Regions from separate parts of the Mus musculus genome. Here all the other regions are linked to region 3. The links are chromatin contacts, called in public HiChIP or PLAC-seq and promoter capture Hi-C maps. All regions are on one chromosome and are shown on one strand. The core of a region is the stretch at or near the end of the contact, and the rest is flanking DNA. Distances in the headings are between cores, read along the strand shown. Region 1 holds the start of Thrap3 (thyroid hormone receptor associated protein 3). Region 2 holds the start of Col8a2 (collagen, type VIII, alpha 2). Region 3 holds the start of Sfpq (splicing factor proline/glutamine rich (polypyrimidine tract binding protein associated)). Region 4 holds the start of Eva1b (eva-1 homolog B (C. elegans)). Region 5 overlaps Oscp1 (organic solute carrier partner 1). Region 6 holds the start of Adprhl2 (ADP-ribosylhydrolase like 2).

Region 1 (5,141 bases), core at 894-3,393, 820 kb before region 3:
CAGCAATCACCAACACTCAAGAGACAGAGGCAGGAGAGGCCCTACCTAGAGACTAAATCAATCTCTAAAACTAGAGATCCTACATGGGTACTAAAAGAACTGAAAAACAAATGATATTTGTATTAAGTGTGTTCTGTGTGTGTCTCTCTGTCTCTGTATCTGTCTGTGCCTCTCTCTCTCCCCTCCTCCCACCACCCCACTCCTGAGACAAGTTCTCACTATGTAGTTCTAGCTGGCCTGGAACTCAGAAACCTGCCTACCATTGCCTCGGAGTGTTATGATTAAAGACAAGAACCACCACACCCAGCCATCCAGACATGTAGTAACCTTCAACCAGTTCTTTTTACAAAATGTAATCAAACCAGAGTGGTGGGCTCACCTTTGCGAGGCAGTGGGAGGCTGGAATCTTGGGTCAACCAGAGATACACAGTAAGACCCTGTCTTCAAAAAACAAAACAACACACACAAAAACAAGTTGGGTGTAGGGGCAAAAGCCGCTCTAAGGTAGAGGTAGGAGGCTCAAGAGTTCAAGGCCAGTATCAGCTACATACAGAGTTCAGAGGCCAGCCTGGACCTTGTCTTAGGCAAAACAAAAATTAAAAAAAAAAAAAAAAAAAAAAGCAATCATGCCAAAATAGCTGCATTTGCGCAGGGGCCATTGCTAATCTTCTCTGTATCGTTCCAATTTTAGTATGTGTGCTGCCAAAGCAAGCTCGCTGCATTACTTTTTGATTCACTAAGTACTAATATTAATTCAAGATACACATCTGCAAATTAACTAAAAACTACAAAGACCAACTTTTCTCCACAAGTTTCAAGGCACCAGCCGTCTTTAACATTTATACAGAATAATATATACACCTAAGCTGTCTAAATAATAGGATTGACTACACACGGACAGTATTTCCACAAACAAAACTAGGAAAGATCTGAAAAAAGACAGTTGGATACATGCCTTTCGACTTAGGACCCACAATCGAAAACTCCCATACCCGGTAACAAGGGGTTAACCGTCAGTGAATTTCGTTGAATATTTACACTAAAGGTAGCCAGGGTTGTGCACTGCCATTTTAGAAAAAGAAAAAAAAAAACAAAAAAACTTAAGTACGTTAAAGTAAAAACTGAAATTTAAACGCAAAAGCTGATAAAGCCGTCTTTCTTGGCTCTGTCCTATAACGTCCTTGCCATATTGTTTCTATCCAATTAGCAAGCTCCTCGTTAACATAGGACTCTCACCGATGGCTTCCAACTTCTGGGCCACCAATGTTGCCGCCAACTACCGCCGCCACGCTCCACCCATTAAGAATCACAAGAGCAAAGAAAATAAGAGAAAAGTTGTTTAAGTGTGGGACACAACTGCTTCTCACCAGCAGGGCACACGCCAATCACCGAAGGAACGCAAGTCGGCCTCACTTGCAACCAAAGGAAGAAAGTGGGAACTATTTTTCCGATAGGAAATAAACTTGGAATAGGCCTCTTTTGGCCAAGAGAGGAAGAAAACAAAACAAAAGAACAAACAAGTTTAAAAAAAAAACAAACACAGAAGAAGTACTAACATTTAGTGTGCTAGCAGCCACATGGGCCCTAGAAGACAGAACCAGGCCAATGGAGACTGGTGGGGGAAGGGCGTGCAAGAGTTCCCGGAAAAAAAAAATTCAAATAACGAGGTTCGTAAAACAGGATTTGGGGGGCGGGGGGGAGATGGAGTTGGTGGAAGCCGTCGTTCCCGCACAGTGCACAGAAGTGTGCAAGCTGTTTCAGAGAGAAGGCGGCCGGAGCCCGGAGAACTAGGCCGGAGCGGAGGGAAGCGGAGAAGGGCGGGGAGGGGGAGGAGCCGATGGAGCAGGGCCCGCTCGGAGCAGGCCCGGGCCGAGCGTGGAGGAAGCCGCCGCACGCTAGGCCTAACCCTCGCCGGGGCCCAGCCGGCGCCCAGAAAAGAGGAAAACCCCAACACACAGAGATTAGCTGAGCTGTCCTCACTCCCATCAACTGCGTCCACTCACCTTGACCGGCCGGAGCGACTACAGCTGCAATCTCGCAACGGCACAACCGGCCCGAAGCTCGCCCCCGCCCGCTAGCGCGCCCCGCGTCCCCGCTCTCCGACGACGGCGGCTACCGCCTCGCTCCGCTACCTCCTGGGAAATGTAGTCCTAGGTTTCTCTCTCCTGACTCACCGGACGTCCTCTCGAACTCTATTTCCCACAAGGCAGAGCGAGCGTTGGGCCCGCCGCTTTGCGTCACGCGCCCGAAGATCGGCGGTCACGTGGGCGACTGCGTTGCGCCTCCGTTCCCCCCTCCCCCCGCTCCCGCCTGGGTGGCCTGAGGAAGAGGGAGGGAGGTGGACGGAAGGGGCCCGGGCGTTGCTGACGCCACTGCCCCCACCATTTTGGAGAGGCCTCTCCGGGGGACTGAGGGAGGGCCCGAGCCCCACCCACTCGTCTTCTGCTTACGTCCCCGGAAAGTCTCTAGTTTGGTGGCCATCAGGCCTCTTGGCATTCGTTCTGTGCCTTACCCTTCCCCTGCTTTCTGACCTTGAACAGATCGTTGTATAAAGTGAGGCTCATAATTTGTACCTCACAGAGTTGTTGGGAGGTCCCCGACAAAGGAAGGCACTTGATCACCCGGAACCCAGAAAACGCAACGCAAAATGGAGAAGAGTTGTTTTGATAGTGTGATCTCAGGGGACCCAGAAGTCCGTTGGATCTCGGTCTCTCCTACAGCCACCTCCTGTCCCATTTAATGGCAATAAGAGCCCAAAGAGGTTTTTAGTTTGGGGATTTTTTTCATGGGGAGCGGGGATTCTAGACAGGGTTCTCGGTATACTGAAATACTCTAGGTAGAGCAGGCTGGCCTCAAACTTGGCCCAGAGAAGTTTTTTAAGAACATGGGCCCAGGAAGTATATTAGTACCTGTGGAACCACAAATGTCCTGGAAAGTGAAACCCTGGGATTTGTGTTTTCTCCTTGGTTTTTGTTTTTTGTTTTTTTTTGTTTTTTGTTAACTTTAATTTTTAGAACAGAATCTCCCGTTGTATGCCAAGCTGTCCTGGAAATCACCGGGTAGCACAGGCCGTCCCCTAAACTCAAGGCAGCCTTTTCGTCTCAGCCTCATTCATGACTGCTGAGCTTACAGATGTTAAGTCACTACGAGGCTGTTTCTCACATGGTCACTAAGGTTTTTTAGAGCAGTTTGGTTTTCTCTGCACTTGCTTGCCTTAGTGAATCCTGCACATGTAAGCGTTCAAACGTCACCTTTTCTGTCATGCATTTACGAGCTACTGTACTGCTGTAGCTATTGAAACTGTTCCTGTTCAGATGGAAGGAAGGGTATCCAGGGATTCGGAAGGCCCAGGAACCGCTACGCTCTGAGAGGAAGCCTCTTCAGCAGAGGCATTGCAGCTCGGGAGCCTCAGCCCTGATCTTTCTTCTCTTCTTCTCTTCATGGCTTCTTTTCTTCTTAGCTTCTTCCAATGAGAAAGCCATACCAGGCAGCAAATCTCATAAAGCAGATTTATTGGGAGGGTTTGGGGTACAGAACAAAGACTCGAAGAGTAGTGGCTGTTTCTGCTCCTGGCAAGTGAACGAAGGACAGGGGTTATATATATAGGATTTATTCGGAGGCGGGGCTTTTCAGGGCATGCAGAGATTTCCGGAGTAAGGATTGGTGGGATCTCAAGTCCTGAACTTGGGGAGCTCAGGGATTGGTGGCTTTCCCCCACCCTCTTTCCTGTATTGAGCCCATGGATTAGAACAGGAAGACCTTCCCAGCTGCAGGCGGCTTTGACCTGACGGACACTGGAGACTTGATGCCCCAGCTGTGGTGGTACTTCGTGATGGCTGAGGTGGGAAAGCAGTTGCCGCCATTTAGACAGTTCCTTAGGTGTGCTGCCCAGGGACTACACCTATAATTACTAAAGCACCTGTTTTGTCACCAGCAGACTGTGAGCTCTTTGAGAACAGATGTTAGGGTCGGTCTGGTTTGGTATTAAATGCTAAATTCTGTACCCCAAGATCTGGTTGTCCCAAGACGAGCCAGTTCTCATGTGCATCAGCTTTTGTCATGCATACCAACACCAACAGCAGCACCAGAGCAGCCCCAGCAGGGATGATGAGTGTTGATGAATTTCTCCACATACCAGGCCAAAGCAGACAAAACACACATCGATCGGTAAACTTTTCTCACGAGAGAAAAGTCGCCAAGCTCAACTCAATCTGTAAGCTCTCTGGCCTCAGTAGTATTCTACGTAATTCATACTTCCCCACTTGTGAAGCATTTCCTGTGAGCTGCATACTCTGTAATTCCTCTTGAGACGTTCGGTTTCGATTTAAACTTCAGTTTGCAGGTTTTCTGGATGTCTACTACATGCCATGCCTAGTGCAAAATACTGCAAACACACTGATAAGCTAGACGAGTACCATCTGCCTCTTCACTGGCCCAGAAACTGTCGCAGGGGTCTGGTCCTCACCCTCTCTTCTCATCCAGTCTCGTCAAGTCCCCTACTCTCCTCCACTGATCCCCTGTGTTCACAGCGCCTTTACATCCATTGATGTGATTAGCTGCTTAACTCTCATTTCTAAATGTCTGGGAGCTACCATGCTTCCTGACTTCCCACAGGAGTGTCAAGCTTAGCCTGTCTATAACTAAATTTTCCTTCCCTTCTCTAGAGCACTTTCTAATTAATTTGATGTGATGTGTGTGTCTCCATCCTATGGTTGGTTGACTGATTGTTTTTTGTTTGCTTGGTTGTTTGGTTGGTTGGTTGAATAGTTTGGGTTTTTCAAGACAGGGTTTCTCAGGTAGCCCTGGTGTCCTGGAACTCACTCTGTAGCCCAGGCTGGCCTCAGACTTAGCTATCCACCTGCCTCTACCTCACAAGTTCTTACCATACCCGGCCCTGAGCATCCTTTACTAGACTTTGAGCTCATCTCAGAGAACAATTTATCACTCCTTTTAAACAGACATTTATTTACAGATGCACTGATGCCACAGCACACACTGGAGGTCAGAGAACAACCTGCCAGAGTCAGAGTCATGTGTCTCTTTCTGTCCTGGGGTTCCAGGGATCAAACTCAGGTCACCAAGCTTGGCAGCAAGCACCTTTACTCATTAAGCCATCTCACAGCTCCTATTCCTCTTTTCCA
Region 2 (4,529 bases), core at 106-2,605, 730 kb before region 3:
CTAAGGTTTGCTCATGATGTTTTCTTTCTTTCTTTCTTTCTTTCTTTCTTTCTTTCTTTCTTTCTTTCTTTCTTTCTTTCTTTCTTTCTTCCTTCCTTCCTTCCTTCCTTCCTTCCTTCCTTCCTTCCTTTCTTTTTCTTTTCTTTTCTCTTCTCTTTTCTTCTTCTTCTTCTTCTTCTTCTTCTTCTTCTTCTTCTTCTTCTTCTTCTTCTTCTTCTTCTCCTCCTCCTCCTCCTCCTCCTCCTCCTCCTTTTATGTTTGTTTTACTAGACAGGGTTTCTCTGTGTAATCCTGTCTATCTTGGAACTCTGTGGACCAGGCTGGCCTTGAACTCACAGAGATCTACCTGCTCCAGCCTCCTTAGTGCTGAGATTAAAGGCATGTGCCAGTGCAGCTGCCGCTGCTGGTACCACCACCACTGGTTTCTGCCTGCTTTCATATAGAACTCAAGACCACCAGCCCAGGGATGGTCTCCACCAAAAATGGGTTGGGTCCTCCATCACGAATCACTAACTAAGAAAATGCCTTGCAGTTGGATTTTATGGAGGCATTTTTTTTCAATTGAGGTTCCCTCCTGTCACATAACTCTAGTTTGTGTCAAGTTGACATAAAACTAGCCAGCACACAAGATCTATGTAGTCTTGGCTTTCCTAGAACTCACTAATATAGACCATAGCTGGCTTAGAACTCAGAGATCTGCCTGCCTCTGCCTCCTGAGTGCTGGGATGAAAGGGATGAAAGGCATGTGTCTCTCCCTCCCCTCTTTTAAGACGCCTCTCCCCAGCCCCCAAATCCTGTCCATTTCATTGCTGCAGCTCCTCTCTGGGATGACCTTCCTTCCAAAATGCATGTCTAAATGTTTGGACCATCCCAGGACTCCCCGTGGCCCTCTCTGTTACCTGTGCAGCAGCGACCTGGCTCTTTCAAAGTACAGATCTGGTCACTCCAGAGATCTCCATGGCTCCCCATTTCCCTGAAGGTAACATCTAACCAACTTCAGTAAGGCCCTTGCCTGCCTGTGTTCACTACACCAGCTCAGCTCACCAGACCCTCAAGACCTCCTTTCCTTCCCGCTGAGTCCTCCTAGCTCAACCTAGGTCACCGTGTCGGGGGAGTCTTGAGTCTTATGTGGATTCCTTATGAATAGTGCCCCATGGACCACTCCGTGCGCCCCACCCTCTTTGCAGCGCCGTTGTCTCCTGCAGCCGTCTAGGGCAGGGGTCCGCGGAGCTCAGAGGCTGCTAGCCCGCTGCGCTGCGGACGGGCGGGGCGCGCACCCTTGGCTGTGGCTGTGGAAAGAGCAAGGCGGAGGCCCCGCCCCACCGCGCCCCTCCCGCCGCCCGCCCACTCGGCCGGGGCGCGGGGCAGCGGGGCAGCGGGCAGAGCGACGCGGAGTTCTGGCGGTGCGGACCCCGACGACGCCCTGGCCCCGAGCCTGCGCCATCCGGGTCGCCCTCGAGCGCCGGAGCGCCGCCCGGAGGCCGCCCTGCAGGTAAAGGCGGGCAGCATTGCGGGGTTTTGGGCTGGTGGGGGCCCCGAGGGCCGGATGCAGCCAGGTGTCCAGCCCCGACGGGGCGCTGTGCCTCAGGCCCCAGTGCGAGGACAGGACCTGGAGGCGACTAGCGCTGGGGGGTGGCCGGAGGATGAGGGGGTGCTCACCCGTCCCCTGGACGTAACGAAGATAGAGCTCCCTGTTTCCTCCCTTTCCTCCCTCTCCAACACTGGACAGTGGCTCCGGGTATGTTACTTCGCTTCACCTGTAAAAAAACGGGAATAGCAAAATTGCCTTCGAGGTGAGGTTGAGGAGAGAAGGGGAGGTGAAGGGAGCATCAACGTCTACCTTACCTTCTCTCCCCATCTTTCTGCCATTTCTGATTCTCCTGCGACCTCCAAGTTACTTGGTTTTCTGTCTCTACCCCCAAGTTCTTTCTATTTGGAGTAACCTGGCAACATCTACCGACACTGAAGACAGGCTCTGAGGAATGTTTCTGCCAGAGGCTCTGCACCCCCACGCCCATTGAGACTTGTAGGGACTGAGGAGGTTGTGTCTGACCAAAAGTGGCTGGGGTCCCAGGTCCTTGGAATAGCTTTCCGGTGTCTCCCCCACACTGAGCCCAGGAGGCTCTGAGATAGAGAACAGCTATCAGCCAGAAGACCTCTGGAGTTGCACCCAGGAGGGAGGGATCTGAGTTTGCTTGGAGTGTGTGTGTGTGTGTGTGTGTGTGTGTGTGTGTGTGTGTACACTCGCGCATATCTGCTAGAAACACTTTGTCCGGGAGAACAGCCTAGACTCCTCACACAGAAATGCATCTGACCTTTCAGGGTACCCTGCCAGCCCAGAAGTCTTCCTTCACTTGCCTGCCATGGAAGCTGGGGGCGGGGAGGACAGAGATGCTGGAGGGTGTGCAGATAGGGTCTCTCAGTAGGGATAGCGGATCCTCACTGGCCTGAGCAAAGGGATCCACCCCCGCCGGGGAGGAGTGTGTGTGTGTGGGGGGGGGGGGTCACAAAGAGAGCTGGTGGTCTTGGTGGGGAGTCTGGCCTCCCCTTGATCTGATGAATACAGATGGAGACATGGATACACAGAGCCCTCTAAAAAGATAAGTCACATACAGCCGCGCTCCCTCCCACTGAGACTCACATATAATCACACACTGAGGAAAGACTCATTAGACACACAGGACCACACTCTTACCACAAACGCTAAAGCAATGACACGCATGTGCACACGCGGTCTCCAACAGACACACAGCAAGCCCCCATGTGGTCCAGCCAGACATACTTCCACAGGATAGTTGTACACACGCACCGGTTCACACTCTACATGCTCACTGGGGTCTCTCCGGTTTCACTTCGTCTACCCCTGTGCACATGAGCGGTTCCACTTTGGCCCAGAGGAAGGGAAAGAAAGGAGGGAAGGGAATGCGTCTTTTAGCAAGAGGGAGGGAAAAGATACCAAACCCGGCTGTCAGCCCAAGCCCCCAAACCCCACTGCTTCCCCGCTCTGGGCCCCAGCCAGACCAAAGGATGTGAGTCCAACTTCCCTGCCCCGCTGGCCCGAAGCTTACTCCAGATCCTCAGTGACAGGCATGGGCCTCTTTGTAGGGAAGTGGCGGCTCAGAGGAGCAGGTCCTGAGGCTCTTACAGAGTCGGGTGGATGAAACAGAGGCACCAACATCTCTCGTGTGGAGTGCACCTATGGGCTCTGGGTGCCCATTGAGGCACACAAGGAAGGGAGGTACTGTACAAACCAGTTGCAGGCAGGGCTACGAGTATGGCGAGAGGAGGATCTGAGGTAACTCTGTAAGGCTTTCCACGATAAGGAGAGTTTCCTTCCATTGGGTCACACAGTAGGGAGTTGAGGGACCATACTGTTTTGAAGTCAGGGTTCTTAGGTTATTATCTAGAGACCCGGGTGTGAGTTGCCTAGTGGCACAGACTGGGAGTGACTGGCTGTTCCTTGCTAAACATGAAGGGACCCATTCTTCTTCTAGGTAGGGAGATCTTGGCGGAGGCCAGACAGTGTAAGGAGACAGGTAGCTAAGTGAAGTGGTTGCCATGGGGACGAGAGGAGGCATTGATAAAGATGTACCCATCTGGGGGCGGGGGGCAGTGGTGGCGCATGCCTTTAATCCCAGCACTTGGGAGGCAGAGGCAGGTGGATCCCTGTGAGTTCAAGGCTGGTTTGGTCTACAGAGCAAGTTCCAGGACAGCCAGGGCTACACAGAGAAACCCTGTCTCAAAAAGCCAAGAAAAGAAAAGGAAAAAGGAAAGGAAAGGAAAGGAAAGGAAAGGAAAGGAAAGGAAAGGAAAGGAAAGGAAAGGAAAGGAAAGGAAAGGAAAGGAAAGGAAGGATATACTCATCTATTATGGGATCAGTAGAGGCCAGGCTGTGAGGACAGGCACTGCAGCACTGTGTCCTGTCCTCACAGGACGCATGAGATTGGCTTCCTAAACTATAATGATTGGGAACTGGAGCTGGGTATAGCCATGAGTTGGGGGTTGTCTCTAAAAGGCACTGAGTGTGGACAGAAGCCAGGGGACATCTAAAAGGCCAGAAAGTGCACACACACACACACACACACACACACACACACACGCACTCACGCACACGCACACACGCACACGTGCCCAAGGGAAGCCACGCTCTCTGAGAGAGAATTTTAGATCTCTCTGTTCTCTGATCATCTCCAGAGTAGGAAAGGTATAGACAGCAGATCTCTAGTGAAGAGATACGCAGGTTCAAGAGTTGGCACTGGCACTGCCTGTCTCTGTGCCTCAGTTTCCCTATTGTCAAACTCCCCTTCTGGGACTAATTTTTTTTTAACCTGCGGGAAAGTGAGGGAGCGGTGGTCCCAGGTACCTTTGTCATACAAGTAACTCCTAGAACTTTCTGAACAGTATGGCCGCCACCTCTGCCACCTCCCTGCTTGGATCATGAAGCATAGACGTACTGACCTCGTATCATGCAGATTCTTCAGGAGCTTTGACTGAGAGATTAAGCATTCCCACGAGGATGGACGGGTGTG
Region 3 (4,577 bases), core at 1,805-4,304:
TTAAAAAAAATCCTTATGATGGGTATGGTGGCATATACCACCGAGACATATGTTTTTAGAAGAAGTCTTGTTATATAGCCCTGACTGGTCTAGAACTATGTAGCTCAGCCTGGCCTTGAACCTGCAGTCATTCTCCATACATTTCTGGATGTTAGAATTAAAGGCATTAAGTGATATCCTAGATTATTCCTTCAAGTTACTGTTAAATCCAAAGGACAATTATAACTTCCATGTATTGTAATTACAGTGTTTAATGGTAAGATCACCTGCGTTTAGAATGCTTCAAGGTGAAAATTATCCTATACATCTCTCAAGCACAGAAATTCGCTACACGTTTCAAACCTAATAAATAATTTTATTTATTTATTTACTTATTCTTCTTCTTAAATGTATTACAAACTTCCTATGGTATACTGATTAGATTTCTTCGACTAAACAGCTTTTGTCTTAGGGGATAACACTTGGGTGACCTTAGACTGCCACTTGTTTTTGTGTGTGTGTGTGTGAGATGTGTGTACATGGCCCCTCCCCAAACTGTAGAAAGTAAAACAAGACAAAGTAGTATTTAATGCACATCCTCAGGCTCTCTGAGACAGAATTTTTGGAGTTATTTTTATCAGGTTAGTGTAGAGGAGAGAACAAAGTTCTTATTTTGTAGGCAATAATAATATCTAAGACAGATGAAACAAATTCCTGAATATAAGACTTCGAAGTGGGCTGGAGAGATGGCTCAGAGGTTAGGAGCACTGAGTGTTCTTCCAGAGGTCCTGAGTTCAATTCCCAGCAACCACATGATGGCTCACAACCATTTGTAATGGGATCTGATGCCCTCTTCTGCTGTGTGTGAAGACAGCAACAGTGTACTCACATAAAATAAATAAATAAATCTTTATTTAAAAAACAAAACAAAACAAAACAAAACAAAACCAAGACTTCAAAGCTAAGTGTGTAGCTTACACCTTTCATTTCAGCACTTAGGAGGCAGAGGCAGGTAGATCTCTGTGAGTTCAAGGGCAGCTTGTTCTACATAGTGAGCTCCAGCACAGCCAGGGTTATACAGAGATAAAAATAAAAATAAGGAGACACAATAACTAGGAGGGGCATTAAAGGGTATAGGTATCAGGAAGCTGCGGGTGAAGGGTTGTGTCTGCATGGTAGACAGTTGCCTCCCTTGGTTTTCAAGGTCTGAGGGAAGAATGGGGGTTGTAGTTTGTGGGCACATGCATCTGTGGACATGTGTGGACCCCAAGGTCAACTTAGTTTTCAGGAGTTGGTTCTCTCCTTTCACCTTGTGGGTCTGAGTGACTGAACTCAAACTGTCAAGCTGGTAGCCGGACCTGTATGTGATGAACCAACCATCCTCCTGGCTCAACACTATTGGGGTTGGGAAATCTGAAGGAAAAGAGATGCTGCCAGCTGCTTGTTTTCATACCAGTACTTATTGATACCTAAATATCATAAAACAAAAGAAAACAACAACAAAACATTAGTGTTGTGGGCTGAGAGTTGAATCTAGGGCCTCAAGCCCTTTATGACTGAGTTATGGCCTCAGCCATGCATAAACATTTTTTTTTTTCAACAGTGTTTCACTATGTATCTTTCTTGCTGGCCTGAAACTCACTGTGTAGACCAGGCTGGCCTAGAACTCAAGAGATATGACTGCTTCTACCACATGCCTGATGGGATCAAAGGCATGCACCAGCCCCATCCCGGTTAAAACCCAATGTTCATGAAGCTTTAAAGGGAGGGAATAAAAAGGAAATCTCGGCTGACCTGGTGGATGCATGCTTTTAGTCCCAGCACCTGGGAGGCAGAGGCAGGTGGAGGGCTGAGTTTGAGGCCAGTCTGGTCTACAGAAGTAGTTCTAGGACAGCCAGGGCTATGCAGAGTAACCCCGTCTTGAACAAAATCAAAAACAATTTCCTCTCCCATGATTTGTGCTTGTAAATTGTTACTGTACACACACATGGAGTCACATCTACCTCATTTACCCTTCTGCTGGAGAATAAAGTGAGTCTTCTGCATGTCACACAAGCCAGAACCCCAAAGGCTGTGTCCTCAGCTCTCTCCATACTTTTCCCTCTTGGACAAAGACTGCATTCACTCAAACCTAATGGCAAATTTTATAGTATTACAACAAACGTGTTGCTATGAAATAATGTTTTTTTTTTTCCCTTTTTTTTTTTTTTTTTTTTTTTTTTTTGGTTTTTCAAGACAGGGTTTCTCTGTATAGCCCTGGCTGTCCTGGAACTCACACCCGGCTTCCTTTTTCTTAAATCTTTACTTTTATTTATTCATTAATTTTTTTGGAGGCAGGGTTTCTTTGTGCAGTCCTGGCTGTCCTGGAATTTACTATGCAGCCCAGGCTGGCTTTGAACTTGGAGTCCTTTCTGCTTCCAGAGTGCTAGGATTAAAGGCATATGCCAAAACAACCGGGGCTTCTATTTTATTTTATTATTTTTATTTTATTACGTTTCATGTAGCCCAAGCTGGTTTTGAACTCAATGTAATTGATAATGTAAAGATAAACTTGCAGTCCTGATTACTAGTGCCTCCTCCTCCCAAATTTTGGGCTCACGTGTTTGCCAATCTGCTAGCCTTTGATAGGGTTTCAATAAAAGTAAAACCGTTGAGATTAAACTCTGTGAAATTGACTCTAACTTCATTGGCGTAGGAATAAGAGACAGCACAAGTTCAATTTATAACCTTGAACCCAGCGAAGATGTTAGCCAAGAATAGCGGACTACTCATAAGAGGAAAGAAAATAGCCTTTCAGCGCTATCAGGAGCTGATAGGGCCCTGGATATTTAATTTCACGCGAAAGTTGCAGGGCATGCCCATTCAAATTTCTTCCAACAAATCACAAAGGCGTATAGACACTTTCTTATCCGTTTATTGGTCAAATGGAAATCCCAGCCCTCCCTACCTCCCGCCTCTCACTAGGGAGCCAATTGGAAAAACTTAGGTTTCATCATCAAGTACTGTACTTGCTATTGGCTGTCCGAGCTGTCAATCTAGGGAAGGCGGGCCAGGCCGAACTGTCCTATTTAAGAAGAGGACAAAGGCGGCGCGCAGCTTGTGTCGTCCGCCATTTTGTGCTCAGCAAGGTGGCAACCACGTTCCCTGAGCGACTTCTCCGCTTCTGCCTCGACCGCCCCTTGACTACAGCTATGTCTCGGGATCGGTTCCGGAGTCGCGGTGGCGGCGGTGGAGGCTTTCACCGGCGTGGAGGAGGTGGCGGCCGCGGCGGCCTTCACGACTTCCGCTCTCCGCCGCCGGGCATGGGCCTCAACCAGAACCGCGGCCCCATGGGCCCGGGCCCTGGCGGCCCGAAGCCGCCGCTCCCGCCTCCACCTCCTCACCAGCAGCAGCAGCAGCCGCCGCCGCAGCAGCCTCCGCCGCAGCAGCCGCCGCCGCACCAGCAGCCGCCGCCGCACCAGCCGCCCCATCAACAGCCCCCGCCTCCGCCGCAGGAATCCAAGCCCGTCGTCCCCCAAGGCCCCGGCTCGGCGCCGGGGGTGAGCAGTGCGCCTCCGCCGGCGGTCTCGGCTCCGCCCGCCAACCCCCCGACCACCGGCGCCCCTCCGGGCCCTGGTCCAACCCCGACTCCGCCGCCCGCCGTCCCCTCCACCGCCCCCGGACCGCCTCCCCCATCGACGCCGAGCAGCGGAGTCTCGACCACCCCTCCACAGACCGGCGGCCCTCCGCCACCGCCCGCCGGGGGCGCCGGGCCGGGGCCTAAGCCGGGGCCAGGCCCTGGCGGTCCAAAAGGCGGCAAGATGCCCGGTGGGCCTAAGCCTGGAGGTGGCCCGGGCATGGGCGCTCCTGGTGGCCACCCGAAGCCACCACACCGAGGTGGCGGCGAGCCCCGTGGGGGCCGGCAGCATCATGCGCCCTACCACCAGCAGCACCACCAGGGGCCCCCTCCCGGCGGACCGGGACCGCGCACGGAGGAGAAGATCTCCGACTCGGAGGTGAGCGGGTTCTCGAGCAAAGCCGTCCGTTTCCCTAAGATGGCGGCGCCTGCCTACCCTCGGCGTTTTTTTTTCCTCTTCCCCCCCGCCCGCAGCCTAGAGGGCCTCCATTTTGTCCCCTGCCGGAAGCGCTCCTGCGCATGCTTGCGCAGGCGGGGCGGACGCGCGGCGGGCTGTGGAGGCCGCTAGGGATTGGCTTCCAGCGGGAGGGCATCCTCACGTCTTGGCGGTAATCCGCTAGAGGCTAGCGGTCCGGTCCCTTGGGACCCAACTAGTGCACGTCGGAGGCCTCTGTTTGGGAGAAAACAGGGCAACTTGGTGCTGTCTTCCTAGTCTGCATTTAGAGCTATTTGTTGACGTCAGAGGTGTATTGATTGGCGTTTGCTGATAAAGAGGCGATGTGTTTCAAAGCATTTTGTATACTCTGCTTCATATGGATTAGAGTTAGTGATCCTGTTGGATCCCCAAATATGGTTCAACCTGCTAGCCCTCATGGGAAAAAAGGGAGATCGTTAACGAATGCACGATGGCCTACTTTGGGACCACTAGACTTTTCCTGCTTTGGTGTATGAATTCCGTCCGATTTCTTTATTAGGGATTTAA
Region 4 (5,051 bases), core at 1,672-4,171, 870 kb before region 3:
ACAGTGGGACACACCAAGAAAGGCAGCTGAGTGTTTTTTTTTTTTTTTCATAACAAACTCCTCTATGGGACTCTGACTCTACAGAAGTTCAAATCCGGGCTCTACTACTTGTACCTCTGTGAGCCTAAAGGCAAAATGCTAAGCCTCATTCTCCTCTGTCAAATGGGAGCCACATTACAAACTACACAGGGAATGCCTGGAACAGAAGGCAGTTCATATTTGTTATAATTACACTTACCCGAGCAAATTTTACCCGGGACCCCCTTCTTAGCCAGTGTACTAGTGCTGGGGTCATGGGGACACTGAGAGACTTGACAAGCCATAGGAGGCCCTGAGTGAGTCCCCTTTTCCCTTCTGGCTAAGCCAGGGCCCCGAGGCCTCTTCCAGTCTGGATCTCTCAACACCCCCCCCCCGCCCCCATCCCACCCACCCCCCTCCCGCTGTGACCTGCCAAGACCTGCCTTTCCTGTTTCCTCCCTGGGCCTTTCCAAGATGACCAATTCCTGATCTCACACATAGGAGGACAGAGATGGGCCAGCCAAAGGACAAGTGGCCAGGCAAGCAGAGGAGCCCTGGTAGAACAAGCAGAGATCTGCAGGTGGATGCAGGATGCAGACAGTGGATGAGAGTCCAGCCACCAGCAAGAAACAAGAGGCTGGACAGAACTACGTCTGGCAGGTGCAGGAAGCTGGCCACTGTGGACAGCCATCTCAGCCGAAGAAGGCTTTAGGTACCTTCTCCAGAACTCTGCTTCTGAGTCATCAGGGCCACGGAGTCACTTCTCATGCTTAGCTACGAGCAGCCTGCTGAAGAAGGTAACACTCTATTAGGACGCACCTGTCTGCAGAGTCCAGTACTCTCAATACTCCCCTTGTCTCAGCCTGTCTTCCCGAGGACGGATCACATCTGATCCAGAGGTGGACACAGAGATGTTAGCTCGGCGATGCAGACTGCGTCGTGGAAGCCCATGTCAAACCCCACAGGATAGCCATGCGGATGTCACAGAGAACAGGTATGTGCCACACAAAGTCAGGTCCAGTCTCCTCACTACATACAGTTGTACAAGCTAAACCGCAGCACACACTAATATGTAAGTGGCTGGCAGGCCATGTTTGTCAACACATTCCCAGTACTAGTTATTCTGTATGTGTTTAAGCCACACATGCCTTGGAGGGACAGGGCTGGCCATGTTCACCCACAGGCATCACTGATGATGTTGAAATGTTGCCTGCTAGAACCCAGAGGGTCCCATCCTTGCTCCTGCCTGGTTTTCCTCTCATCTTGCTGGTCTGCTGTAGAGGAGACCCCTTAATGTATGGGTTCAGGGGCTGAGGCTTTAGACAGACTCCCTTCTCCCTGTTCTCTGGAACTGGGTGACCCACCTATTTCCAGGATGCTAATCTCATCTTGTCTTGCCTGCCTCGAAAACTATCTTCACTCAAAACTATGTCCACACAGCAACTCCCTTCAGACTACCAACTCCTCCTCCTCCTTCTTCACCACCATCACCACCACCCAGACCACTCCTTTCCTGAATATTTGCAACACTGTTCTCTCTGCTTCTACTGTTTGTTCGTTTTGTTTTTTTGTTTTGTTTTTTGGAGACAGGAAGGGATTTGGGTCTACATGGTACATGGTGAATTTTCTGAGATTTTTTTGTAGACCAGGCTGGCCTCCAACTCAGAAATCCGCCTGCCTCTGCCTCCCAAGTTCTGGGATTCAAAGGCGTGCGCCACCACGCCCTGCCCTCTGCTTCCACTCTTGCCCTGCTGTGGCCAAGCCTATCTTGAGCAGCTTCAGGAGTCTTTCCAATGTGTGGCGTGGGGACTGACACTCTCTAACTTAAGCCTCCAGGGGTTATCACTTCACTTCCAATGAAATCCAAGCTCCTGAGTGATCTGCAAATCCTGTGTGGTCTCCGATCAGTTACTTTCCCCTCGAACCTCTCATGCTAGCTCCGTCTCTGCATGCCAGAAACTCCACTCATGCTCCCATCCTACCCTTTGATCCTGCCTTAGACAGGCTCCCCGAGATCCTGGCATGGCTGCCCTCTCCTCAGGACTGAGCTCTTACCTGGGGCGTCTCTGTGAGAGTTACTCAAGATGTTCTCCATCACATTAATGCATTCCACTACCTTCATGACACCTCACAGCCCCTTTGAAGATGCCTGCCTCCTGAGGGCTTGTAACCTCTGACCTCTGCAATTCCTTTTTTTTTTTTTTTTTTTTTTTTTTTGGGTTTTCGAGACAGGGTTTCTCTGTATAGCCCTGGCTGTCCTGGAACTTATGCCACACTAAAATGCTGAGGCAGCATTATATGCAAATAGGTAAGTACGCATGGGCCAACGCATGCTTACAAAGCAGACTAAACACAAAAATACCCAGGTCTGAGCCAGCTTGGTCCTTTCTCCATCTCCTCTTGACCCCTACTTGAACCCAGGCGGGCTTGGAGGAGTCGGGGTCTGCAGCTTGAACAGGGAAGGGGTTAATGGCCTCCAGGCTTCAGGCAGCGCCTACAGCTATGCCTGCAATTTCCTCTGGCCATTCTTTCCCTCCTCCTTCCCAAGATTCCCGCCAAGAAGGCCTCCCCCTCACCCCAGCTCCAGCGTAGGGAGGGGAAGGGGGTTGGCCAGGAGAGTAAGCAGAAAGAAGAGGCCAGCTGCAGATCCCCCCCAGCGCACTTCGGTCCCAGCCTTGAGCCCAGGTGGAAGCACACGTGTGACTCTGGGCAGGTCCGGCTAGCAAAGCAAGCGAGGCTGTTCCCTAGCGCCGAGGCCCCCGCTGGGGTCTGCAATATGCTGGGACCTGGCTCACCGCCGAGTCCGACAATCATTAACCTTGGGTGACCACAGCAGCTGGACACACTCAGCCAGGGCACTGGGAGGAGGGGCTGAGAGATCCCTTCTCCGAGGAAAACCAATAAGGACGCGGGGGTGCCGGCTGCCTCTACTAGGTCTAGGAAGGTCTGGAAGGATGAAGGGGTTTGGACCCGCCTCATCCCAGGAGGAGCCAGGCACAGGAAAGTAGTTTGGAGCCTGCGCGCTAGAGTAAGAGCGTTGTGGGTTCAAATCCTGACCGTGTGGCAAAGGTCTTCAAGATCTTTGACTCAGTTTACTTCATTTGCAAATTGGAGATTTAATGGTAGCCACATTCCAGGGTTGGCTGGCTTAAATGAAGGGATGTCTACGGGAAGCGGGAGGGGAGGTAACCTGCCGCCAGGGGCTCCAGGCCTTAGGGATGTTTAGTAACTAATGTTGTTGTTAGTACTGGCGGGGGCGGACCCTGTGAGCGCCCTCCCCAGCGGCTTCCTGTAGGGGAGCAGGGGCCGCCCCCTCTCCCCTTCCTCCAGGCGCTCTTCCTCCCCGCCTCTCCTCCCCGCCCCGCCCCGTCCCTCCTCTTTCCTCGGAGGAAACTTTCCGCCGGCTGGTCCGTCGCGGTGTCCGGCCGCACCGCCGTGCGAACCTGGTAAGGCGGACGGGGCGGCCCGGCCTGGGTGTATGCGGCCACCGGGGAGACGCCACTGCCGGGGCGAGGCTGCGGGACGCTGACGGGTGAGCGAGCCGGGCCGGCCGAGGCCCCGCGGGTGGAGGGGTGCAGGAGGGAGGTGGAAGGGGAGCCCGAGGCACCGCCTCGCCCTTCCGTGCGCTGGGCCTCGCCTGGGGACCCCACGAGGGGGCGGAGCGTGTGCGCCCTCTCCGCCGCTCCCGGGGATGGAGAGGCGTCTGCGGGGGAACAAGGACTAGCAGAGTCCAGATCTGCGATCCAGTGAGGCGAACCGCTCCCTCGCCCCACCACCACCCCAGGGTGGAGGAGCTACGCGAGGAGCGAGCGCCTTGGGCTCTGGAAGACCTGACCTGGGTGACCTCGCAGGCTGACAGGCGAGCTGCATCCCAGCAGCATGGATGCCCCAAGAAGGGACATGGAGCTACTCAGCAACAGCCTGGCAGCCTATGCGCACATCAGAGGTGAGGGCCAGGCCTGGGGGCACGGAGCCCGTCCATCATAACCCAGGCAGCCCTCCACTCCTAGCTGCTCACCCTGTCCTTGCAGCCCTTCCGTTCCTTGCCCCAAGCCTAGCTAGACCCTGGATCTCTCCCAGATGGGACGACTCCAGCCTGTCAGGGCCCCCTGTGACCTCCGCTCCCTGCTCCCTAGCTAACCCCGAGAGCTTCGGCCTCTACTTCGTGCTTGGCGTCTGCTTCGGCCTGCTGCTGACCCTATGCCTGCTGGTCATCAGCATCTCCTGCGCGCCTCGCTCGCGACCCCGGACCCCTGCTCCGCGCCGGGACCCCCGGAGCAGCACCCTAGAGCCGGAAGACGAGGACGATGAGGAAGATGAGGACACCATGACGAGGCTGGGTCCCGATGACACGCTGCAGGGCCAGGAGCTGTCCACAGAGCCCGACGGGCCCCTTAGTGTCAATGTCTTCACGTCAGCAGAGGAGCTAGAGCGGGCACAGCGGCTGGAGGAGCGTGAACGAATCCTGCGGGAGATCTGGCGCACTGGGCAGCCAGACCTGCTGGGCAGTGGCACGCTCGGGCCCGGAGCCACGGCCACGCTGGGACGAATGCACTATTACTGACACCCGGCCCCTCAGCGTGGGGCCAGAGTACTGGATATGGGACTGCCTCAGGGCCTTCAAAAAACTGCCTCTGCCCCCAAATCTCTTTGGTGCTATTGGGCGTCACATCGCCGCCTGCTAAGCACTCTTCATAGGGCAGGTGTGGGTGGGAAAAGAATGCCAGCTCCCACCTTCTCCCGATAATAATGACCAATGAAAGGTAGTCTTGGCGACTCAGTCTCTCACTGGTTACTACTGCTTTCAGCAGGCCTCCAGGCTCCAGCCCTGCTGCAGGGGAGTTCCAGAGCTGTGGGAGTAACTTATTCCTTTTGCGGGTTGCACCCCCTCTGGGGGTCCAACCAGTGCATGCTTGTGATCACTTCACAGATCAAAGGAACAGACCCAGACACGCCTCTTGCACACAGGGCGGATACTATGAGCATTCCTCACAAATACGGTAGCCGGTGGCCGGAACTAGCCGGTGTTTGGA
Region 5 (4,540 bases), core at 591-3,090, 940 kb before region 3:
GTGCCCACCAATTAGGAGGGAGTCAGCGACCTGGCTGGGTCACAGCACTGTTTTCTGTTGGTGCCAGGTACAGTGCGAGTCGTCCTGTGGAAACCCACATGTCTGCAACATCCAAGAACGCAGCCTCCAGGGCACAGGTGAGCTGCTGCTCTCTCCCTCTCCTCCTTGATTCTTTCCCCACACTGCCCCGGGGCGGGGCGGGGCGGGGCTTTGGCTTTCAAAGCTAGTTAACTTTCCCCTCAGCCTTACATGTACCCAGATTTCTAACTGTGGCTTTGCTCAGAGCTTTCCAGTGATCTGACTAATTAGGTAATATGGGGACTGGTTCATTACAATTAAATAGGAGCCAAATACCAGGACATGGCAAATAGCTTTGTAACAGAGCCGAGAGGCCTGTGGCTGCTGGATCCAACATGCATGCAGATACATGCATGCAGATGAAAATGTCAAAGCATCCCTTGTCAAAAGTGCTTCCTGGTCGTCAGGACCTTCTACCTTCCTTTAAAATGAGGTTTTCATCCCTCTGAGTTCCGTATGCGCAAACTCTGGGACAAACCATGGACTGTTCAGTTATTGAGTGTTCATGGAACCAAGTCCCAAGGTGTTGGGTACCAGCTTGGCGTCGATGTGGTCCCACCCCGAAGAGGCTTTTGGTTCTCTGGGAAGGACAATGGTAGAAACGAACAGCGAGATGGAAAGACACTGACAGCTTACGCCAGAAGACCGTGCGCTCTGTCCTCTGGGGTGGGAGCAGGGGGCAAGGGAACACAATGGTTTTCAGGGGCAGCGGCACGGAAATAGGGCTCCGGAGTAAGCAAGACACCGCATAGCAGGGGAGGAGAAGTGGGTGCCAGCCGTGGTGGTGGGATGAGCACAGGCAAAACAAGGAAAACAGTATCCTTTCTGGAGCGGCAGCGAGTCTCCACATAGCTCCATCTTCTCGCCGCAGAAGCAGGCGGCAGAGGCTTTACTGGACAGGACGACACCGGGGCCTGATTAGAGAAGGTTGTAACTCCTTTTTTGTTTGTTTGGTTGGTTGGTTGGTTTGGTTTGGTTTGGTTTAATTTGGGTTGGGTTTTTTGGTTTTTCAAGACAGAATTTCTCTGAGTAACTCCTGGAACTCTCTCTGTAGACCAGACTAGCCTCAAACTCACAGAGATCCACCTGCCTCTGCACCCCACCCCACCTCCAGCGCTGGGATTGAAGGCATGCGCCACCATTGAGCTCCATTTTCTCCTTTTTCATTTTTTTAAGATTTATTTATTTTATAAATGTGAATACACTGTAGCTGTCTTCAGCCACACCAGAAGAGGGCATCGGATCCCATTACAGATGGTTGTGAGCCACCATGTGGTTGGTGGGAATTGAACTCAGGACCTCTGGAAGAGGTCCTCTTAAACACTGAGCCATCTCTTCAGGCCTCCATTTTGTTTTTTGGGGTTTGTTGTTGTTTTTTTTTTTTTTTTAGTTTTGGTTTTTGGTTTTTGGTTTTTCGAGACAGGGTTTCTCTGTATAGCCCTGGCTGTCCTGGAACTCACTTTGTAGACCAGGCTGGCCTTGAACTCAGAAATTCACCTGCCTCTGCCTCCTGAGTGCTGGGATTAAAGGCATGCCCCACCACGCCCGGCTTCCATTTTGTTCTTTATGCGGTAGTCAGGGGACTTTGTTTCAAGCAAGACAGAAATAAGAGAGTGTGTTTTCAGTAACTGACAGTAGTGAATTGACAGTAGTGAAGAGTAGAGCCCAGATCCACGTAAGAAGGTAAAGTCTAGAAAGGGTGGTGAGAGAGGAACGGCCTACTGTGTTCCTGGATGTCACCACCAGAGGGCAGTATGGGAGTTCCTCCAGAATGGTACCCACTGAGCTGCAGGCCTGACAGGAGCCGCCTGGCAGAGGGAACTGGACCTGACTGAAGAGGAAGCAGGGCCCTTCTCTCCTCCCGAGGAGGAAGATAGTCTGAGAAGTGTGGTCCCTGGGGCATTCCACTAAGCTTCAGAGTTGAAAGTCTGTGGTTTGCTTCTTTGCTGGAGTCCCACTGCTGCTGAGCTTGCTTTATTATTCCGGCTAAGCTTGCTTTCTGTGCATTAGTTGTACCCAGAAATAATTTAAGCTGTTATTATTTTTGCTTTGTTGTATAATTCTTCCCTGCGTCTCTGGGGTCTTGGCAGGAAATGTGTTTGCCCTGTGTGGCTACAAATCACACCGTTGTTTCTACAGGAAAACATTGTTCCAAACCCTCTTGCCAAAGAAGAGCTGAATTTCTTGGCCAGGCTAATGGGAGGGATGGAGATCAAGAAGCCGAGTGGCCCTGAACCAGGATTCCGACTGAATCTGTTTACGACCGATGAGGAAGAGGAGTATGCGTTAAGCCTGCTTGTCTGTCTGTCTGTCTTTCTTTTCTCTTTTTTCCTTTGTCTTTTTTTTTTTTTTTTTTTTTTTGGACAGGGTTTCATATAACCCAGATGGCCTCAAATTCACTATGTAGCCTTAAAGTCCTGATCCTCCTGCCTCTGCTTCCGAGGTGCTGGGATTACAGGTGTGTGCCTCCGCACTCCATTTATATGAGATCAAATCCAGGGCTTTTGTGTATGTTGGGTCTAGTACCCCACAAACCAAGACAGTTCCCCAGTCCTAAACCCGTTCTTTAAAGATATATAATGCATTCTTGTCCCTGTGGCTTAGATGGAGTGTAAATACACATATAAACCCCTACGTGGGATAAGAACACAGACACGACAACTGCAGACCAATACACACAAGCACAGATGCAAAAGTCACCAGTGACCAGCAATCCATGCTGCCCTGAATACAGACTCCCTGGGGCTTCCTGAAGTCACTCCCCCAAAAGCTCTAAAAGGAAGCTAAACAAGAAGTGTTAGGATGTGTTAGGAGATGACTGGACTGAGCTGGCAAGATGGCTCATCAGTTAAAGGCCCTAAGACCAGGACCTGCATTCCAGCTCCGGGACAGAGGGAGAACCGACGCTCACAGGTCATCCCCGACTCCCACGTGCCTGCCATGGCACGCGGGCACACACTCATGAACACACACAGATATGGAGTGTAGGACCCCCAGCTGTCCCCAAGTCATTTAAACTGACGGACCACAGATGTCTTAGTGGAGGCTGATTTGCACTCTGGATTGGAGGGGCCTCCATGTGACCTGGGCCTCAGAACTTGCTGAGAGAAGAGAGGGAGAGTGTTGGCAGATAAGCAAAAACATGTGACTTTCTGAAATATAAGGATGGGGGGGGGGTGTGAAAGGGCAGAAGGAGACACAGAGAAAACAGGTGTCCATGTTCTCATGAGGTGGCTCACCGTACTAGGAAGAGGAATCATGAACCGTGTAACCTTAGGCCTGTCTCTTCCTGCCTCCTGTAGACACGCAGCACTGTCCAGGCCGGAGGAGTTGTCCTATGAAGTCATCAGCATACAGGCTACACAGGTATGTGAGGGGCCTCACGGGCTCTGGACCTATCCTCCTCAGCACTATCCTCCTTGGAAAACTTTTGCTCTTCAAGCATGGAGATGGCTCAGTGGTTAAGAGCAGTGCTCAGCACCCATATGGTGGCTCACAACCATCTGTAACTGCAGTTACAGGGGATCTGTGGGCACTAGACATACAGATGATGCACACACATACATGAAGATAAAACACTCATACACAGAAAATAAAAAGAAACCTTCATGAAAATTGGGCAGTGGTGGTGCACGCCTTTACTTCTATTTTACTTGGGAAGCAGAAGCAGGCAGCTATTTGAGTTCAAGGCCAGCCTGATCTACAGAGCAAGTTCCAGAACAGCCAGGGCTACACTGAGAAACCTGTCTCAAAAAACAAACAAACAAACAAAACAAGCCAAAAGATCATCAAAAGCACCCTATTCTGTTTTTCCCAAAGCTGAACCCTTGATGGCATGATAATTTAAGTACTTCCTGCCCCAGAAAGGACACGCCCCTGCAGACGTCTCCTTTTCTCCTCTCTCCACACTTCCCACAGGACCAGCAACGGAATGAGGAGTTGGCCCGGATCATGGGTGAGTTTGAGATCACAGAGCAGCTGGAGCAGAACACCAGTAAGGGAGACGACTTGCTGGCCATGATGGACAGGTTATAGATGCAGATGGGCACGCCCTAGCCCTCCCTCAAGAGACTGCCTTAGACCACCCTGGACACGGATGGCTGGGGATCTCATGTGCCCCTGCTGGATTCCAACCAAGGCCTGCACCTTCTAGTCCATTTTTAAGTCAGAAAAAAACTGTGACGACCTCTCGGAGAGCATCCATTTCTGAAGCCACACACATTTCTGTATTTTCAGCAAAATATATTCTTGCTCTTAACCCAGACCTTCCCCATTATTCTCAACTCAATGATGACTATGGGCGCCTCCTGGGCCATTGCGGGTTTTCCACAGCGTCTTTCCTGCAGGGACCAGCGTCCTATGCGTGCCTGTAAGGACAAAAGAGCAACACCTGAAAACACAGGAGGGGGATCCAGGCCATTCTGGCTGCATAACAAGATAGATCTTTTAAAAAACCAAAACC
Region 6 (4,626 bases), core at 1,255-3,754, 700 kb before region 3:
CTTCCATCTCATGGCTCCCCTGCAGGCTCAGGACCAATCAATCCTAGCACTTGGCTCAAACCCTTGCAGCTAGGTCTGCTCCCTACCCCCACCCACCTCATCTTCATCTCCCCTAGCTTCCGGTATTCTGGAATCGCCTCCTCCTTTCAGTTTGTGTTTGGATGGGTATGTCTGCCTTCATGCTCTTAACTGCTGAATTATCTCTGCAGCCCCCTTTGTTTCTGAGACAGAGAGGGTCTCACTGTCAGTAGTCCTATCTCGCCCAGGGCTGTGTAGACCAGGCTGACCTCAAACTTGCTGACATATTCCCACCTCTTTCTTGTAAGTGCTGGAGTGCTGGGGGGTGGGGGTGGTGGTGTCACATGTGTGTGGCACCACATTCATATTCTGGTACTTTTTTTTTTTTAACCCCTCAAGACAGGGTTTCTCTGTGTAGCCCTGGCTGACCTGGAACTCACTCTGTAGACCAGGCTGGCCTCAAACTCAGAAATGAACCTGCCTCTGCCTCCCGAGTGCTGGGATTAAAAGAGTGCGCCCAGCCCTACTCTGATACTTCTAACATGCCACACTCAAAGAGGCTACTAACCTGCTAGGACAGGACCTTTGCTTCACTGAGAGAAGACAGTTACAGAGAATGGACTCGTCTAATGAGTGCCTCCCGGATCCTTCAGATAGCCAGTCCACTCCCTCCTTGTTGTTCAAACTCCATTTCCCCTCTTCTCAGGTGGCCCCTGTGTCCCACGTTCATAGCTGTAAACACATTCCTAGTCTTTGCCAGCCTGGTCATAGGTAAAGGTCACCCTCGCTCACTGGGGTCAGGTGTTGCTCTTTGCCCTTCTCTCTATATGCTCAGCACATGTCTGTGAGTGAGGGGGCACTGTGTGTCCTCCCTCCTTTTGCTCTGTGCCCTGGTCTTCCTGAGGGAGCCGTTCTTCTTTAGTCCTAGCTGGAGGACTGACCTCCTGCCTAGTTAGACGGCAACTTGAAGGCATCCATCTCTTATTGCCAGTCCCTTATGTAGGACTGGGCTCCAGACTCAAGTTGCAATGTTCGTAGAGTTGGAGCAAAGGAGAATCTCTCTCGTTCTCTCTCTCTTTTTTTAAAGATTTATTTATTTGTTATATGTAAGTACACTGTAGCTGTCTTCAGACACCCCCAAAAGGGCATCAGATCCCACTGCAGGTGGTTGTGAGCCACCATGTGGTTGCTGGGATTTGAACTCAGGACCTCTAGAAGAGCAGTTAGTGCTCTTAACTGCAGAGCCATCTCTCCAGCCCCAAGGAGAACCTCTTCTGCAGTGTTACTGGGACCATACTGTAGGAAAAGGAGACTGCCAAAGTGAGCTCCCCCCAAAGGGAAACTCAAGGCCAAGAGGAACCAAGCAAGCTAGTTAGGAGTTGAACTCCTGGACTTAGCACTGCTGGAGGCCAGAACTTCCTTTGGACTCTGTCAGTTCTTTCCACTCAGACCCTCTTAAAATGTGTTTCCTGCAGCCACAGGGTCCCAACTACCACTCAACCTAAAACACACCTTTTTTTTTTCCATCTTACCAAACCATAATGAAATAAAATTTGTCTTATCTCTGCTTCCTTTAACACCCGTTTTCCATGTTCTCGACCAACTCGACATGGTTTTCTGGGTCCAGACTACCCTGACTTTTCTGTAACACACCAGTGTCCTAGTCTTGAAATTCTTTCCTCTGGTTTTGTTACCATCCTTCCTACTTCTCGGCACACCCCGTCCTTCCTCGCTCCTTCCCCTACCTCTAAATGCCTCTTAACTCGTGGAGTCCTCTGGGGTTCTGACGACGGCCCCCTTCTACTATGTTACATGCTCTTCAAGAAGAACCAAGTCTTCTACTGACATCTGACCTGGAATCTGAGGACAAGCTGCGTTTGCAAGCGAAAGGAAGGGACATGTCTTAACAGGCTAGGGACAGCCCTCGCCGACGCCCACATCGGGCCAGCAGTTTGAGAAAGCTGGTCACGACGGAACTGGCCACGCGGGAACTGGCTCTAGCCAAGGTTTTAGGCGAGGCCTGCGCTCTGAATGTGGTCATGGCTGGAGACCTACAACCACGGAGAGCTGGAGCAAACCGATTCGATCCAGGGGCCTTCAGCCTCGTGACTTCGTGGGAGCTCGCCGCAGGAGCCTCCACCTCGGCAGCCTAGTCTGCGCGCGCGCCCCCGAGTCTCGGTCCCCTCGCCCAGGGGTGGGGACCCGATCGGTGGTGCCCCGCCCACCTGTCCGCGCGCTGCCCGGCGTGCCCGGGTCCGGCTCCAGGCTCTCGACGTGACTCAGGACTGATGCCAGGCTGACGGTATCGTGTGCCTCGTAGACAGCGCCCACGCAATCTCCCAGCAGCGCGCCCGCCAGGCAACCTCGGAAGCGCGAGATGGAGCGGGCCGCACTTGCCCCGCCGCCCCCCGCCGCCGACATCGCTGTAGCTGCTGCCGCCGCAGCCACCGCCATCCGCGCGCGGACTAGTCGCCACTTCCGGCATCGATGCTGCCGCCTCTTTGGTCGTCTCTTCCCCGCGGCCCCACAGCGCCCCCTTGTGGCCCGGAGTCTCAGCCTACGTCCTACCCCACAGCGCCACTCAACGGCTGGGAGTCTCAGCGCCCCATAAGTACTCGCACGCTTCGCTTTGGCGCTCCCTACCTTCTCATTTGTAAATGGCACCACAAATGCGGCCGACAGCTCCCTAAAATCCCGCGGAGGACCCTTTGAAAAGCACCTGAACAAGAATGTTGCCCACTCAAAGCCACTGCTGCCCGCGGGCGATCACCTGTATCTTTACACCCGTATTCCTTCTGGAGTCGCTTTGGACTCGACCCCTATGAAGTCTAGGCGACTCCATCGCTCAAGTGGACTGTCTCACTCGGTCAGCCACTCTCATGGGGTAGCAGAAAAGAGCCTGGCTTGAGAACTCCATTTTTATTATTTTACTGTCCCCTCACTACTCCCCCCTCCCACCAATCTTGTGTCTTCCCTCAGCCGCCAAAGCCTAGGTTAGCTCCAGCTGGCAGATTTTGAGTGGACTCAGTGTGCGGTTTGTCGTGCGCGTGAAGGTGTCCACCTGGGGCACAAATTTCTCAGCCGGCACCGTCAGCTTGCGTCGGGTGTCCATACACTTGGTGTCCAAGAGCAGGGTGTTGGTCTTGCACGCGATATCAGCCTGTATCCGGGCCAGGTGCTTGAACAGGGCATCCAAAGCGTTCCTGTAACGCAAAGCATCGGGAGCTCAGAGCCCTACATCAGGCTGCAGGGGCCAGGACATCTCACCAGCATAAAGCCCAGAGAGACCAGCAGGCACTACGGCCCCATGGTTGAGCAGTGCCCCCCACTATTCCTGCCCACTCTCTAAACCTACTGTGTTTGGGCCAGCTTCTGCTTCATGGTATTGATGGTTGCCTCTAACTGGTGGACTTCATCAATGAGGCCATACTGTGTCTGAAGACAGAGGGGCAGGATGGGGTTTTCAGTTCAGCCGCAAGACCCTTCAGCTGGTCGCATAACTGCCTTGGACCAGAATGCTTGTTCCACAAGAAACGTGCGAAGAGGGGTAATACTGAGGTCTCCTTAGCAGACAGGGGTGGTCCCCACCGGGGCCCCTTGTACCTGGTCCCGGCAGAGCTCCACATTGGACCGGTAGGTTCTGGACTCCAGCCGGGTATGTGCAAGCTTCAAGTTCATCATCTTTCTACGCAGGTCCTCCTCCAGGCGCCGAATGTCTCCCTGCAGCTCGGCTATCTCTTCTAAGGTCTGTGGCAGACATTACTGTTCTCCACCGGCAAGACTCACACTAGGGCTCCCAACTGAAGCTTCAGGGCAGGGTTCCTTATGCCCTGCCTCACAGCATGGTGGGAAAGGCAGGGTGGTGGGGTTGGGGGAGGGTAAGGGGGTGGTGGTGACACTCACATTTTTCTCTTGCCACTTGAGCTCACTGTAAAAACTCTCCATTTCCCGAAGCCGCTTCCTGAAGGTGAATTCTGTTGCAACCCTCTGAGCGTCCAGTTCATTGTTGGTCTGCATGAGGAGGGTGAGCCAGGCCAGAAGAGGGTGTCATGGCCTTGTGAGATTGCTGTTTGAAGTCAGGGAAGGGCTAACATGTGGTCAGTGTGGAAAGAAAGACAGAGGTGAGTTGGGCTTAGTCACCTGAGCAATAGCTAGGGCAATGGCTTCCCTCAACTCTATGGACGCTTTCATTTCGGCCTCTGCCCGGTTCTTGTTGAATCGAGTAAATTCATCCCACTGCTGCAGTGTGGTGGAGCTGTGGAGGCAAGCAAACAATGGGGGTCACTGGGGCACACAAGGAAACGATGGGGTCACAGGGACACACAAGGAAACAATGGGGTCCTAGGGACACACAAGGAAACAATGGAGGTCACAGGGACACACAAGGCACACAGAAAGGACTGACTGAAACACTGGTCTTACTCTTTGGGGATGCGTGTGGGGTTGACTTTCAGAGAGATGTTTGGGGAAGTGAGGTTGAGAGAGAGGCAGCCCCTGTCGATCTCCAGTGTCTCCATTTTGTCCCGGTGGTCAGAGTTGAGTTGCTGCCGAATTTCCTGCAGGAGACTGGAGAAGGAGAAGACACTGGAGCCATGGCTCCCAAGGACC

Evidence for each region. Promoter capture Hi-C pulls out the DNA fragments that hold promoters and counts their contacts. HiChIP or PLAC-seq counts read pairs in DNA pulled down with a chosen protein or histone mark. Capture Hi-C pulls out chosen DNA fragments and counts their contacts.
Region 1: a promoter capture Hi-C map of liver shows a contact between it and region 3, with 3 times the contacts expected there. The contact joins the promoter of Thrap3 here to the promoter of Sfpq in region 3. A contact is called at or near these places in 4 of 39 promoter capture datasets (the C10 cell line, hematopoietic stem and progenitor cells, liver and 1 more), 4 of 484 Hi-C or Micro-C datasets (B cells, CD4 T cells and regulatory T cells), 5 of 115 datasets of contacts at active chromatin or transcription factors (Th17 cells, effector CD8 T cells, large pre-B cells and 2 more) and 4 of 9 other capture datasets (adipose tissue, embryonic stem cells, liver and 1 more).
Region 2: a contact with region 3 is called in a promoter capture Hi-C map of adipose tissue. The contact joins the promoter of Col8a2 here to the promoter of Sfpq in region 3. A contact is called at or near these places in 1 of 39 promoter capture datasets (cranial neural crest), 2 of 115 datasets of contacts at active chromatin or transcription factors (memory CD8 T cells and pancreatic cancer cells) and 1 of 9 other capture datasets (adipose tissue).
Region 4: a FOXA1 HiChIP or PLAC-seq map of pancreatic cancer cells shows a contact between it and region 3. The contact joins the promoter of Eva1b here to the promoter of Sfpq in region 3. A contact is called at or near these places in 3 of 115 datasets of contacts at active chromatin or transcription factors (bone marrow-derived macrophages, extraembryonic endoderm stem cells and pancreatic cancer cells) and 3 of 9 other capture datasets (adipose tissue, liver and pancreatic islet).
Region 5: a promoter capture Hi-C map of the HPC-7 cell line shows a contact between it and region 3. The contact joins the enhancer-like site here to the promoter of Sfpq in region 3. A contact is called at or near these places in 2 of 39 promoter capture datasets (the HPC-7 cell line and pre-B cells), 1 of 484 Hi-C or Micro-C datasets (B cells), 2 of 115 datasets of contacts at active chromatin or transcription factors (fetal liver and memory CD8 T cells) and 2 of 9 other capture datasets (adipose tissue and liver).
Region 6: a contact with region 3 is called in a promoter capture Hi-C map of liver, with 4 times the contacts expected there. The contact joins the promoter of Adprhl2 here to the promoter of Sfpq in region 3. A contact is called at or near these places in 6 of 39 promoter capture datasets (the 3T3-L1 cell line, cranial neural crest, hippocampal neurons and 2 more) and 3 of 115 datasets of contacts at active chromatin or transcription factors (astrocytes, embryonic stem cells and memory CD8 T cells).

Annotation. Positions count from the first base shown.
Region 1 is chr4:126,200,567-126,205,707 of GRCm38.p6, forward strand. It overlaps Thrap3 (thyroid hormone receptor associated protein 3), which reads right to left and starts at 2,144. Exons shown (of 12, transcript NM_001356455.1): 1 at 2,004-2,144. Gm25323 (a small nuclear RNA gene) reads right to left here and starts at 711; the gene lies at 609-711.
Region 2 is chr4:126,285,439-126,289,967 of GRCm38.p6, forward strand. It overlaps Col8a2 (collagen, type VIII, alpha 2), which reads left to right and starts at 1,356. Exons shown (of 4, transcript NM_199473.2): 1 at 1,356-1,492.
Region 3 is chr4:127,018,247-127,022,823 of GRCm38.p6, forward strand. It overlaps Sfpq (splicing factor proline/glutamine rich (polypyrimidine tract binding protein associated)), which reads left to right and starts at 3,055. Exons shown (of 10, transcript NM_023603.3): 1 at 3,055-3,974; 2 at 4,570-4,577. The coding sequence starts at 3,171.
Region 4 is chr4:126,145,082-126,150,132 of GRCm38.p6, forward strand. Eva1b (eva-1 homolog B (C. elegans)) reads left to right here and starts at 2,922. Exons shown (of 3, transcript NM_172145.3): 1 at 2,922-3,550; 2 at 3,870-3,964; 3 at 4,155-4,793. The coding sequence starts at 3,898. The coding sequence ends at 4,582.
Region 5 is chr4:126,084,326-126,088,865 of GRCm38.p6, forward strand. It overlaps Oscp1 (organic solute carrier partner 1), which reads left to right. Exons shown (of 10, transcript NM_172701.3): 7 at 68-137; 8 at 2,218-2,357; 9 at 3,381-3,444; 10 at 3,997-4,540. The coding sequence ends at 4,113. Among named protein-coding and RNA genes, the nearest start is that of Lsm10, 10 kb to the right of the region's middle. Within about 2 kb of position 1,841, at least 67 of the 459 cell types and tissues checked have an H3K27ac peak or open chromatin away from gene starts, as enhancers often do. A contact at or near this core is called in B cells, the HPC-7 cell line and adipose tissue, where this site is marked.
Region 6 is chr4:126,319,199-126,323,824 of GRCm38.p6, forward strand. It overlaps Adprhl2 (ADP-ribosylhydrolase like 2), which reads right to left and starts at 2,505. Exons shown (of 6, transcript NM_133883.2): 1 at 2,244-2,505. The coding sequence starts at 2,472. It overlaps Tekt2 (tektin 2), which reads right to left. Exons shown (of 11, transcript NM_001357262.1): 6 at 4,441-4,584; 7 at 4,159-4,273; 8 at 3,922-4,029; 9 at 3,622-3,765; 10 at 3,374-3,453; 11 at 2,923-3,221. The coding sequence ends at 3,008.